Linked DNA regions of Mus musculus: regions 1 and 2 are each linked to region 3. The links are chromatin contacts, called in public HiChIP or PLAC-seq maps. All regions are on one chromosome and are shown on one strand. The core of a region is the stretch at or near the end of the contact, and the rest is flanking DNA. Distances in the headings are between cores, read along the strand shown. Region 1 holds the start of Plekhj1 (pleckstrin homology domain containing, family J member 1). Region 2 holds the start of Tcf3 (transcription factor 3). Region 3 holds the start of 4930404N11Rik (RIKEN cDNA 4930404N11 gene).

The links. HiChIP or PLAC-seq counts read pairs in DNA pulled down with a chosen protein or histone mark.
Region 1: a contact with region 3 is called in an HNF4G HiChIP or PLAC-seq map of pancreatic cancer cells. The contact joins the promoter of Plekhj1 here to the promoter of 4930404N11Rik in region 3. A contact is called at or near these places in 4 of 39 promoter capture datasets (embryonic stem cells, liver and pre-B cells), 2 of 115 datasets of contacts at active chromatin or transcription factors (embryonic stem cells and pancreatic cancer cells) and 1 of 9 other capture datasets (liver).
Region 2: a contact with region 3 is called in an HNF4G HiChIP or PLAC-seq map of pancreatic cancer cells. The contact joins the promoter of Tcf3 here to the promoter of 4930404N11Rik in region 3. A contact is called at or near these places in 1 of 115 datasets of contacts at active chromatin or transcription factors (pancreatic cancer cells) and 1 of 9 other capture datasets (liver).

What each region holds. Positions count from the first base shown.
Region 1 is chr10:80,796,058-80,800,047 of GRCm38.p6, reverse strand. It overlaps Plekhj1 (pleckstrin homology domain containing, family J member 1), which reads left to right and starts at 1,422. Exons shown (of 6, transcript NM_023900.2): 1 at 1,422-1,967; 2 at 2,071-2,138; 3 at 2,209-2,275; 4 at 3,226-3,316; 5 at 3,394-3,457; 6 at 3,526-3,949. The coding sequence starts at 1,874. The coding sequence ends at 3,636. It overlaps Sf3a2 (splicing factor 3a, subunit 2), which reads right to left and starts at 1,313. Exons shown (of 9, transcript NM_013651.4): 1 at 1,243-1,313.
Region 2 is chr10:80,431,929-80,435,791 of GRCm38.p6, reverse strand. Tcf3 (transcription factor 3) reads left to right here and starts at 2,157. Exons shown (of 19, transcript NM_001164149.2): 1 at 2,157-2,472.
Region 3 is chr10:81,364,200-81,367,979 of GRCm38.p6, reverse strand. It overlaps 4930404N11Rik (RIKEN cDNA 4930404N11 gene), which reads left to right and starts at 2,160. Exons shown (of 4, transcript NM_001014836.3): 1 at 2,160-2,276; 2 at 3,000-3,238; 3 at 3,313-3,438; 4 at 3,744-3,780. The coding sequence starts at 2,194. Mfsd12 (major facilitator superfamily domain containing 12) reads right to left here. Exons shown (of 10, transcript NM_028657.4): 10 at 1,755-3,780. It overlaps Fzr1 (fizzy and cell division cycle 20 related 1), which reads left to right. Exons shown (of 14, transcript NM_019757.1): 13 at 247-339; 14 at 430-1,101. The coding sequence ends at 471.

The DNA of each region.
Region 1 (3,990 bases), core at 173-2,672, 570 kb after region 3:
TCCAGAGGTCCTGAGTTCAAATCCCAGCAATGATGTGGTGGTTCACAAACATCTGTAATGGAACCCGATGCCCTCTTCTGGTGTGTATCTAAAGACAGCTACAGTGTACTCATTATAAATAAATAAATCTTAGAAAAGCAAAACAAAACTGGGGCCTGGGTGAGCACACTGCTTGCTCTGTGGATGGGGCACCAAGCTCTGCAAACGCCCACCAACAGTTCCCAACCCCAGGAAACACAGAAAACGTAGGGCGTGGTGGTGTACACTTCTCATCCCATTTCTTTATCCAAGGTAGGAAGATGGTTAGGTTAGTGTTAGAGACCAAACCGGGCTGTGCAGTGAGATCCTATCTCAGATAAAAGAAAAAAGGGTGGCGGTAGGCTCCAGGGACTCTGATATCCCTTTCTGGACCCTATGGGTACCCCACTCACACACAAAGCTCCACACAGACACATTAAAACAAAATCTTTAAAAACGCGGGGAAGGGCATTTATCTGCTTGCTGACTACTGCTGCAACACGACCACCACGGCAGACCGCACCTTCATACCATCAGCCAAAATAAACCCTCGATTCCTTAAAACCAATCAAAACAGCCAAGTGTGGTGGCTCATGCTGTAAGTCCCACTATGCGAGAGAAGGCAGAGGCATGGCAATGTCTGTGAACTGGAAATCGGCCAAGTTTCCACACCGAGTTGCAGGTCAGCCCCAGTTAAGCAGTGAGACCCTGTCTGAAATAAATGAAAAGTTGTGCCGATGACTGGAGGGGCTCACACGTGAAACTTGGGACAGGAGGCCAGGACGCAGGGACGGGAGATGCGCAACCTCACGGACTACCGTAAGATTACCGATGAACGATCAATAAGGACAGAGACGTGGTATATGTTAAGGTAATGGTCTGGGAGGAGGCCTGGTCCCAGGACAAATCCCTTTTATGTGCAGATACCGTTATCTTTCAATCCCAGCAAGGGACCTGCTCCGGTGGACAGGAGCAGTGGTCGCCAGGGCCCCGATTAACGAAGGTGGAAACGGAAACAACCAAGGAGGTCAAAATACACGCCGAGACGCCACTCGGACACCCCGAACCACCCTGGAGGCCACAGAAGCGCCACCCAAGCCAGCAATCACGCGGCGACCCAACGGGCCTCGCGAGAGCGCGCTCTCCCGGCGGGCGCGCGCCGATCCTGAGGCAAGAGGGCGGCCGCTGCCTCTCCCCGTCCCGCCCCCGGGCTTTCGCTCCCACCTTCAAGCCTCCCCGACGGAGCAGCCGCCACCGACAAACTGTGCAGCTCCTCACCAACGCTAAGGCCTCGCTATCCGGGTTTAATCTCCGCCAAGGCCGCGGTTTCGCCGCGCGCGTGCGCACGACCGACGAAGCGATCCCTTCCGGGAGCAAAGGCGTCGGCGTTTCGTGTGTGCGCAGGCCCAGCGGATGGACTTCCGTCTTCGGTAGGCGGGAGAGAAAGGAGCGTCGGGGCGCAGAGTGCGCGTGCTCACTGCAGCGACCGCACAGTTTCGCTCCGCCCTAAGTCTAGCGGCGCCGGCTATCGTGACAAGAGGAAAGCGTTAGGGTTCACCGGCCCAGGAAGGCGCTTCGCTCATCGTGGAGTGCTCTGAGTCTAACTTACACCTCACGCTTAGTATGTCTGGCGGTTATTTAAGGACGGGCCATCTCCTTCCCGTCTGACTCTGTTCAACCGCGCAGACCCATAAATTAGGGCCGCGCAACCAGCCCAACAACGCGCAGGCGCAGTAACCGGGTTGGGACTTCCGAGATCGCTCTCTGAGACTTTTGTGGCGCTGGCTGCGGCTTCGGGGAGGACGGCGGCCGAGAGGCAGGGCGCGTGTTGGTTCGCGCGGATCCGTGCGGCGGGATGCGGTACAACGAGAAAGAGTTGCAGGCGCTGTCCCGACAGCCGGCAGAGATGGCGGCCGAGCTGGGCATGCGGGGCCCCAAGAAGGGCAGCGGTGAGCCAGTCGGGGCTGCGGCTGGGGCACTTGGGCGGGCCGGCGCGGTTCCTGGGTGGGCGAATGAGAACAGTTCCGCGCTGACACCGCCCTGTGCCTACAGTGGCCAAGCGGCGACTGGTGAAGCTGGTGGTCAACTTCCTCTTTTACTTCCGCCCGGACGAGGCCGAGGTAGGGGCGTGGGGGGCGCGGGGGACCCGCGCGGCCCGGAGGCCGGCGCTCATGGCCGTGTCTCGCGCAGCCCCTCGGAGCCCTGTTGCTGGAGCGCTGCAGAGTGGCCCAGGAAGAACCGGGCGGCTTCTCCATCAGTAAGTTTCCATCCCGGACTCTGCTCCGCACACCCGATCCTTTTTACTCCCTTAGGAGCCTACGTTTGTCCTGGATCCCGCGTCCGCTGGTGGCCCAGGACTGGCCCAGCTATCACTCAGAGTGCCCACTGGGTCTGGTTCTCGCTTAGTTTCTTCTCCGACCCCTCTGCCCGTTCCCAACTGAGAGAGGTGCAGTCTGCGAACGTGGGGTGTATAGCAGGAACAGTCTCTGCCGCCCTCTCTGCCACGGGTAGGGTACGGGCAGGCTTTAAGGCCTGTCTCAGCCTTCTTCCCTAACGAGAACTTTACAGTATCTTGTAGAGATTTGGGCATCATGTCTACCTATATTATCCAGTGGGGTTCTTTATCTGTACCCCTCTTTTCTCCTTCTTGCACGAGTGCACACGTGTTTTGGGGTGTGAGTATGCCAGTAAGGCCAGAGGGAAACTTGAGTAGTTGGTTCTCATCTTCCACTATGTAGGTCTCCAGCATAAAACGCTGGTCATTGGGCTTGGCAGTAGGGTCCCACCTGGGGCTTACTTTTAAGTTATACTGACTGGCCAGCAAGCCCTACGAACCCTTCTGTCTCTTTCATGAGTCTTTCTTGAACACTGACATTACAGGTGTATTCGTTCTGCTCTCCGACACGGATGCTGGGGCTTCATCACCCATGTTCTATTGCCATTCAGTTTAGGGTCTAACCTAATGACCTTCTATTAGCCACTTCCATTCCCAATAACCCAACTTCCCAGTGAGTCCCCTATTTGTGGGTTCAGGGGTCAGGATTCTGGAGGACAAAGCCAGCATGAGACAGGCAGAAGATGACTTGGTGTTAGAATAAGAGGTGTAGTTTGAAATCCTGGTGAGAGGAAGCTGGGACTTGTGGCCAACAGGATGTAGACCAACTGGACACTGACCAGAGGTGGCTCTTATCCTTTATCCCTTTCCAGGCTTCGTCGAAGACCTCAGCAGGAAATATCACTTTGAATGCTGTAGCCAAGAGCAGTGTCAGGACTGGATGGAAGCTCTGCAGCGGGCCAGGTGGGGCTTTAGGGACTGATGGGAGCTGGGTGGAAACATGGGGGAATGTGAACAGTGAGCCCAATCCTTTCCTCCAGCTACGAATACATGCGACAGAGCCTCATCTTCTACAGGAATGAGATCAGGAAGATGACTGGCAAGGTATGTGGGGCGGTCAGGGATGGGACAGCTTTCCCTGGCCTTGCTCACAGCCACCGTGCCCTCCACAGGACCCCCTGGAGCAGTTTGGCATCTCCGAGGAGGCCAGGTTCCAGCTGAATAGCCTGCCTAAGGATGGGCGGACTACTTGTATTGGCTCCCAGTTAAATGTGTTGGACTGACCCTCTCTGGGCCCCTGGCTACCCTGGGAAGTTTTTTTTTTTTTAATATAGGTTTTAATACATCTGTTCAAAAGGTCCAGAGGAGGTGGGCAGGGTCTGTGGTCCTCGTTCTCCATGCCATCTCCCTGCCAGCACCCCTTGAGTGTCCACATCCAGGGACCGAGCCTGGCACAGCTCCCCTATCCATTGCCAGATGAATGTATAATGCTAGATGAAGCTGTGAACCCCCCCCCCCCCTCCTGCTGATAGAGCAGGGCATGGGTGCTGGCCTCAGTGCTCAGCCTGCTCTTTAATAAAGGTACCTCTTTTCTGAGCCATGTCGGAATGAGTGGAGAAGAGGAGGGTGGGACACAG
Region 2 (3,863 bases), core at 908-3,407, 930 kb after region 3:
TGGACTCACTTTTTGGAAAATACCTGACAGCTCCTGGTTGGAAAGAGTACATTCAGGACAGATGAAGGAGGGGGCTCTCTGGTGAGCCTTCTCGCTTTGGATGACAAGCCTAGAGGTGCTGCAACCACCAGGTTGCCACCAAACGTTGCCCAGTGAACTACATGCTGCATCCCCACATGGTGGGCAAACACTCAACTCTATGGGTCCAGGGTTGGGCCACAGGAAAGACCTAGGTTTCAAGGACAGAGATTCAATCCGGATACCCAAGTCCTTCAACAGGATCATAGAAGGACTGACCAGGCAGAGACTTGTGGAGTGACACCCGTGTGCCCATGACTGCGCCCTCTCATTTTCCTTATAGGTAAACTGAGTCTCAGATTGTACCAAGAACCTGCCCAAAGGCTCTGAGATATGGGGGAAGCAAAAAGGACCGGAAGTAGGGACCAGTTCCAAGGATAAAGGACTGGAGCGGTAGCTGGGGTGGTAGATCGCTTAGTTAGGATATATGAAGCACTACATTTCTTCCCACCACCACATAACCAGGTGTGGTAGCTACCATCTTAGTACTAGCTGGGAGGTAGGGGATACCAACAGGAGTTCAGGGTCAACCTTGGCTACATAGGAAGTTGGAGGCCAGCCTGGGCTACATGAGACCTTTTCTCAATTCTCTACCCCTGCCAACTCCAAAAAGTCAGAACCTAGAGGTGCGATTCACACCAGGCCCTTCCTGTGTGATGCTGGGGGCATGTCCTTGATCTCTGACTGAAGGTGAGGGAGAGGGAGCAGGCAGCTACACTAGGGATCCTCTTTGCTGCCTGACCTGGACACCCACTGTGCCATGCACCTTTCTGCTGTGTTCATTGGGCTGTGAGCCCCAGTGAGCTGTGAAGACTGAGCAGAAGCTAGGCGCGAGGGACATATTGTCTCTACAACCCTCAGGGAGAGGCAGGGTCTCACTGGACAGCCTTAGCTGGCTGGCTTGCAACTTGCTTTATATAACCGGCTAGCCTCAAACTCAAACAAAGAGCTCCTCCTGCCTCCCAAGAGCTGGGATTAAAGGCATGGGCCACCACACCTGGCCTCATTATGTGTTTTTCTTTTTTAAATTTATTTTATCATATATTATATCCCAATCTCAGTTTACCCTCTCTCCTCTCAGTACCCCTCCCGCCCTCGTTGTTTCGTTGTTCTTTCTTTCTTTCTTTCTTTCTTTCTTTCTTTCTTTCTTTCTTTCTTTCTTTCGAGACAGTGATTCTTGGATAGCCTTGGCTATCCTGGAACTCACTCTGTAGACCAGGATGGCCTTGAACTCACAGAGATCTGCTTGCCTCTGTCTCCCCAGTGCTGGGATTAAAGTGCCGCCACCTCCTGGCATTTTTTATTATATGCACCACGAAACACCTATTTTCAAAAGACGGAAAAGTTGACCAATGTGGAGGTCCTTCAGCAAGAGAGAGAATGATCCATCGTTTCCTAGCCTCTCATTAAGGATCTGATATCCCATCCCGACTTTGATATACCCGCTCGAACACATAACACCCAGAGCCCATCCTAGAAACTCAAATAGAACCCACTTGACGTGGCGGCGCCGGCGGGCATAAGAACCCGAAAATAAAATCTCAAACCCCGCCCTTCCACCGCCTTCCCGTTGAGTTTCTCGCGGCCTCTTGCTCTGAGAATCCCGCCTCTGCTGTAGGGCGGGAACGCAGATGATACTTCGCAATAAATGGTTTGAGTTCTGCCAATCTAACCTCTCCACCTTCCCATTGGTTATTTGTAGCGGTCCTTATCTTTCAATCTAATGGTCCTTCCCGCTTGCGTCAAGGACGCTTCGCTCAGTGCGTGTATACCGCCGCGTAGGAAGATAGTTCCTAAGTCTTTCCCTCGGTTTGATAGAGACTATCTCTGCCGGAAGTACTTTAGTATTAGATACGGGTTGATTCTTGGTGTCATGGTAATCTTTGTGGGTGTTCTGGCAGTGACTGTTGTGAGGTGGTGTATGTTACTATCGCCTCAAGAGGTAGTGGAGGGATCTGTGTATCCGGTCGGGGCGCGGCTGCAGCGACTTAGGGGAGGTGGCTTTTGGCGACAGTGGGCGTGGTCACTTGGGGGCGTGGCTTCCGCGGGCGGCGCGGGGCGGGGTGGGGGGGCGGAACATGTCTCCCGCCGCAGGAAGATGAGGCAGCGCCGGCGGCTGCGGGCGTAGCGGGCCACCGCGGGCCACCGCCGCGCGCCGCCGCCTCTGCTACAGTCCCTTCCCGCGGGGCCTGCTCTGAGAGAAGCTCGAGAGAGACCAGGCGACGCGAACGCGAGTGGGGAGGAGGAAGGACGCGCGACCCCGAGCCCTGCGCGCTCCCGCCGCCCACGCGCGACCCTCGGGGACGCGCCCGCCACCCTTTTGTCCCCGGGGTCCCCGAGGGCGGTGGGCAGCAGGGAGCCCCGGTGCACCCGGTGCATGCCCCCGCCCAGCAGGTGAGCGCACGCGGAGGGGCCCCGGACGCGCGCGTGGGGCTCACGGGGACGCGCGCACGGTGGGGACCCCCCCCCTCTGCTTAGTGCATGAGAAAAAAAAAGTTGCCTCTGGGTCTCTCTCGGGTCCGCGGGGAGGCTAGGGCTGGGGTGAGCCCCCGGGGGAGTGTGCACGCGTCCCCCTTGCACAGGGCCCCGGGCCCGGCGGCGCATTGTTCTCTGTCTTCAACTTTGCGCGCCTGGAGAGGGGGGCGACGTGGAGGGGACGCGCGCACTTGAGAGCAAACTTTGCCCAGGCCTCTTTTGTGACGGTTCTCTGTGGACGGTCACCCAACTTCATCAGATAGGAATTCTCCAACTCGTGGGGATCTTAGGGGAGGTGTTCCCTTTCCATCTGCCCTTAGAGAGGGGGTCCTCCTGATCGGAGCTGGAGTTTGGAGGGAAGAGAGAGGGCCACCTCCTCATTCCATTAGCTAGTGGTTCCACAACTCGTGGTTATCTTAGGGGAGGTGTCCCCTTATCACCCACCTTCACCTCTTCACTTGAGGTGTCCCCTTGATCCTAGTGGAGTTTGGAAGGCTGAGGATTATATCGCACTCCACAATTTAGAGTTCCTAATTCTTGGGGATTTTGTGGGAGGTGTCCCTTTCCAACCCACCCCCACCCAGGGAAGTCTCCAAATCTCCATCCAAACTGGAATTTGGAAGGAAGAGTGAACCCAATATCTTCACCTCGTTAACTTGGGGTTCCCCAACTCCTGGAGATCTTGGAAGACCCCCCCTGCCACTTAAGGATGCCCCCCCCCCGATTTAAACTGGAGTTTGGAGGAAAGAGAGCAAGTCCTTTTGTCTGCTACAAGAAAGGGATCTCTGGGTACAGAGAAGGAGGGGAGACACAGGGACCCCGAGATGGGAACATCTGCTCTGTGTTAATGTGGGGCGCGGCACAGCTCAGGGTTTGGGACACGATGGTGGCCTCTGCGAGCCTCAGAACTTCCAACCTTCCTCCTCCCGCAGTGGCTGCTGGAATGGGGGAGGGAGGAGAAGGGGGGGGTCATCCCCAATTCTGCTTCCCTACCCCCAATCCAAGATGACCCAGGTTGTCCCATTCCTCCCCTCCCAAGAGTGTTTGTGGCACCCGCCCCCACTGGAGCAGTGTTTCACCTCTCCTGGGGTTACCCAGAAAAATCGGTTTCAAATACCCCACAAAAAAAGTGTGGTTTCGTACAACTTAGAAGAAGAAGAAAAGAGTCAGTTTCACACATCCTCCAAAAAGGATGAAAAAAAAAAAAGACAAAAAGCAGTGGGGGCGGGGTGCCCGAGGTGCCTGTTTCACACCCTGTGTGAGTTGACAAACAAAAGAGTTGGGGTTCCTGAGCTTCTGGACGTGGGTCT
Region 3 (3,780 bases), core at 911-3,410:
AGTGGGGCGAGTCCTGTCTACCAGACCTCACTCACAGGGCATAGGCTCTCCATACAAGTTTCAGTGTCCCCTGGCTGCTGGTACACTTGGATATGACCTGCCAAGTGTGGGAACAGAGGGATCAGCCCAAGCACCGCAGGCCTTGTGCGCCCTAGCCCAGAATCCATGTCCCCTGGCTTTTGTCTGGGTCCCAGAAGCTACCTGTTGCAGCTGGGAAATAGCCAGGTCCTTCTGCCCCTTCTATAGGCCATGTCCCCTGATGGGGAGGCCATAGTCACCGGAGCTGGAGATGAGACCCTGAGGTTCTGGAATGTCTTCAGCAAAACACGCTCTACAAAGGTAACATGGCAGGGTGGTGGGCAAGCCTGCTGTTGTGTCCCTGGGCTCTCACAGCCCTGGCACACAGTCACCTGCATCCCCTGTTCCCAGGAATCTGTGTCTGTGCTCAACCTCTTCACCCGGATCCGATAGACCCCGCAGGCGGGATGTGAAGCCCACAGGCAGAGATGGAGCAGCCAGCATGCATAGGCCTTGCTGTGCCCGCCTTCCCCAGAAGCATCTGGCGGGCGGGAGCCGGAGACCCCAGAGTCTCATTAAATGCCTCATTGTGAGCTGTGGAGCCAGTGTCTGGGACGGGGACATGGGGACCCTCAGCCAGATGGACACTTGCCACCTGTTACCACTGCCCAAGCCATATTGGACACAGCTGAGCAGGAGGCTGAGATCCCATGAAATCCCCAAACCCAGTGTCACCTGGGGACCTGAGCCGTTGTGCCCCTCTCTGCTGCCACTCCAAACCAGAAGACCCTGGGAGGCACTGGCAGGGACCTGGGCCTCTCACCCTGTGACACTCTTAACTGCGTTGACTCTGATTGCATTGCCACCCTTTGTCTGTGTGTGCGCCTTCTGTAACCCCTCCCCGTGGGTGTCAGCTCACCCTGTCCCTAGCCAGCTGCCTTGTCTGCCTCTTCCTGGCTGCCTCTAAGCTTCCTGGGCCTCCCTGTCTTCATACCCCATCTCCACTGCCCCTTGCCTGGGGATTCCCAGTGTGGTGGCTGTGGCCTATGGTGTGTGCACGTGTGTATATATGTATTTGTGACACCTTGGGGTCGGTCTCCTGTGTTTTGTTGCCTTGCCCCAAAACTGCTGATGGCTGGAGAAGCCCCTGGGACACAGTCACTATGGGGTTGGCTGCCTGCAGGCCTGTGGGAGTCATAGCCTTGTGAGCTAAGTGGGTTCTGCACTTAACAGGAGTTTAAGGTTCAGGGCCACCTGCTGCTGTTGACATCTGTACCCAAAAGCAAAATGCCTTTAGATGTGCACTAGTGTCACAGGCCCTTGTGACCTCCTGTTGGTGGAAATCCTGCTGGGCGTGTTCCATATGCAGGGGTAGGTGCAGCCTGCCTTCTGATTCCTGGCTGACCTTCTTGGTGTGTGTGGTTCAGAAGGCACCTGCCCTGGACAGAGCAGCCAGCTGTGACTGTGAAGGCCATGAATGGGAAGGGCTGGTATACAGGTCAGGGTGCAGGTGAGTCAGAGAGTAAGGACCAAAGCCTACAGAGCCAGAACTGCAAGCAGGGAGGGCCTGTGGCTTGGGCTCCCACCCCACAGCAGTGTCCTGGGTAAGTTGGCCAGGACCCTGACTGGAGCAAGCTTAGCATGTTGGTGACCAGAGAGGGGGAGGTGATGTCTGGTGAGAAAACAGGAACCCAAGTGGAGCGCCGCCTATACAGACTGTAAAGGGTTGACTGAGCTATGAGATTGGTTGTTGCTGTTTATTGTCATGAGATACACAGGATGCACTAGCAGAATGAGCAGGCCCTGGGCTCTGCATGTTCAGCGATGCCACCAGTGATCCCAGAGCATTCTCCCCAACCCAAGACTTAGGTATCCACTTCCTTCTGTGGATCTCTAGATCATGGCCCATACTTTGTGGCCTTTGTCACTGTGCCCTTACTTGGATGTGTCTTGAGGACAGAGATGGGGTGGAGACCCACGCTCTAGAGGGCATGACCTCCCGCTGTGGGGCAGGGAGGGGGGAGGGAACACTTTGGGTCCCAGCCCCGCACCAGGAAGTAAGCTGAGGTCTTAGACTGTGGCTGCCCGCTTCCCTGTTGCTGGGATACCTTTGTCCCTGTCAACAATGGCCCCAGGGCCTTGGTGACTAGAGCCTCTGGGCAGGCAGGGCCAGACATGGAAAACGTGAGGCGGGAGGCTACTCGGCCCTCTGTTCCCTCAGGCACCCTTGAACTCTACTTCCCCGACCATCTCTACCGGTGGGTTCCTGCCCTTGGTCCCTTTCTTCACCCAGACCCCAGATCCCCTACCCCTACCAGCAGCTCAGGTGGCTGGGATGGAGGTATGCAAGGGTTGTAAGTTAGGCATTTGCACACACCCACTCCCAAGCAGACAGGTGCTGCCACTCATACTCCCAAGCAGAGGGGTCTATTGATTCTCCTGTCTACAGGTGCTGCAGTGGCAGCCATGTGCCTGAATGCCCTCCCTTTTTAGATTCTTGTGTGTATCCCGAGCTGTTCATAAGCCCACAGAGATCCTCCTGCCTTGGCACACTTAGTGTCGCCACCCACACCTAGCAGAAAAGTCCCATTTCATAGGTCTGCTCACACTTGGGCCTTCCATGGTGCTGATGACAGGCCACCTCACGTGGGTCCCTTGCAAGCCCCACTCCTGCAGCCTGCATGGCCTCCCATGCATGCACCATCTGTGGGGAGTTACAGGCTAGGCACACCCTTGGTCCCTCCTTCCCCCAACAGCCATAAGTGGCTCAAGGCTGAGGCAGGATTGCTGCCAGGTCAACACTGACAACTGCCTCAAACAGGGCCATTCTCGGCTACAAGATATAGACTGCAGGTGGGAAAGTGCACAGAGGAGATGGGTAGAAGGGGATGACTCTCACCCAGCACCTTGGCAAAGAGTTGGGACAGGAAAGCTGGCTGGGACCAGCAGGACGCCCTGGCTCAGTCCCCACCCTCCCTCAGCAATGACTACGTGTCCCTGGAGGGGCCCCGTTGGGCGCCGGCCATCAAACAAGCCGTGCGCTGGAAATTCACGCCCATGGGACGGGATGCGGCCGGCCAGGTGTGGTTCACCGGCCTGACCAACTCAGAACCTGGTGATGCCTGGTACAAGCTGCCCCGTGCTCTTGACACTCCGTACCGCGAGGCCCACACGCGTTGGCACGGCTGCTTTCAGAGTCGCCAGCGTGGCCTGCCGCCCGGTGAGTATCCCACCTCCGGTCGTGCACACCCGTGGGTCTCAAACTGACACCCTCCCTTCCGTGCCTCCCCGCAGCCTACACACAGCACTTGCGGGAGATGGCCTTCTGGGACCCCGCGATAACCGCGCAGTATCTCAACTCAGGCCCGCGCTGGGGGTGCATGCAGTGGAGGGACAGGCAAATCCGTGGCAAGGAGTTCGGTGAGCTGAGGGGATGCGGACAGGAGGGGGCCGGGGGTAGTACTGCACGTGGGTCACTCCACTCTCGGAGGCAGAGATAGGGGGATTTTTGGTCCCGGAGGCAGCCTGGGCTAGCTAGTGTCAAAAGAAAACAATATTAAAAAAAAAAAAAAACGAAAAAATAAGGAGGGCTAGGCCAGCAATGGGCAGAGGTGCGGGAGCGCAGGATGGGCGTGGCCTGGTGGGCTCGGTCAGCATAAGGATTTGGGAGCCCCCCCCCCACCCCCGGCCCCGCAGCTGCAGAGCTCGTCCGGTCCTGTCCGCAGTGGTCACCAGGAACCAGTTCGGGGCAAAGCTGCCCTG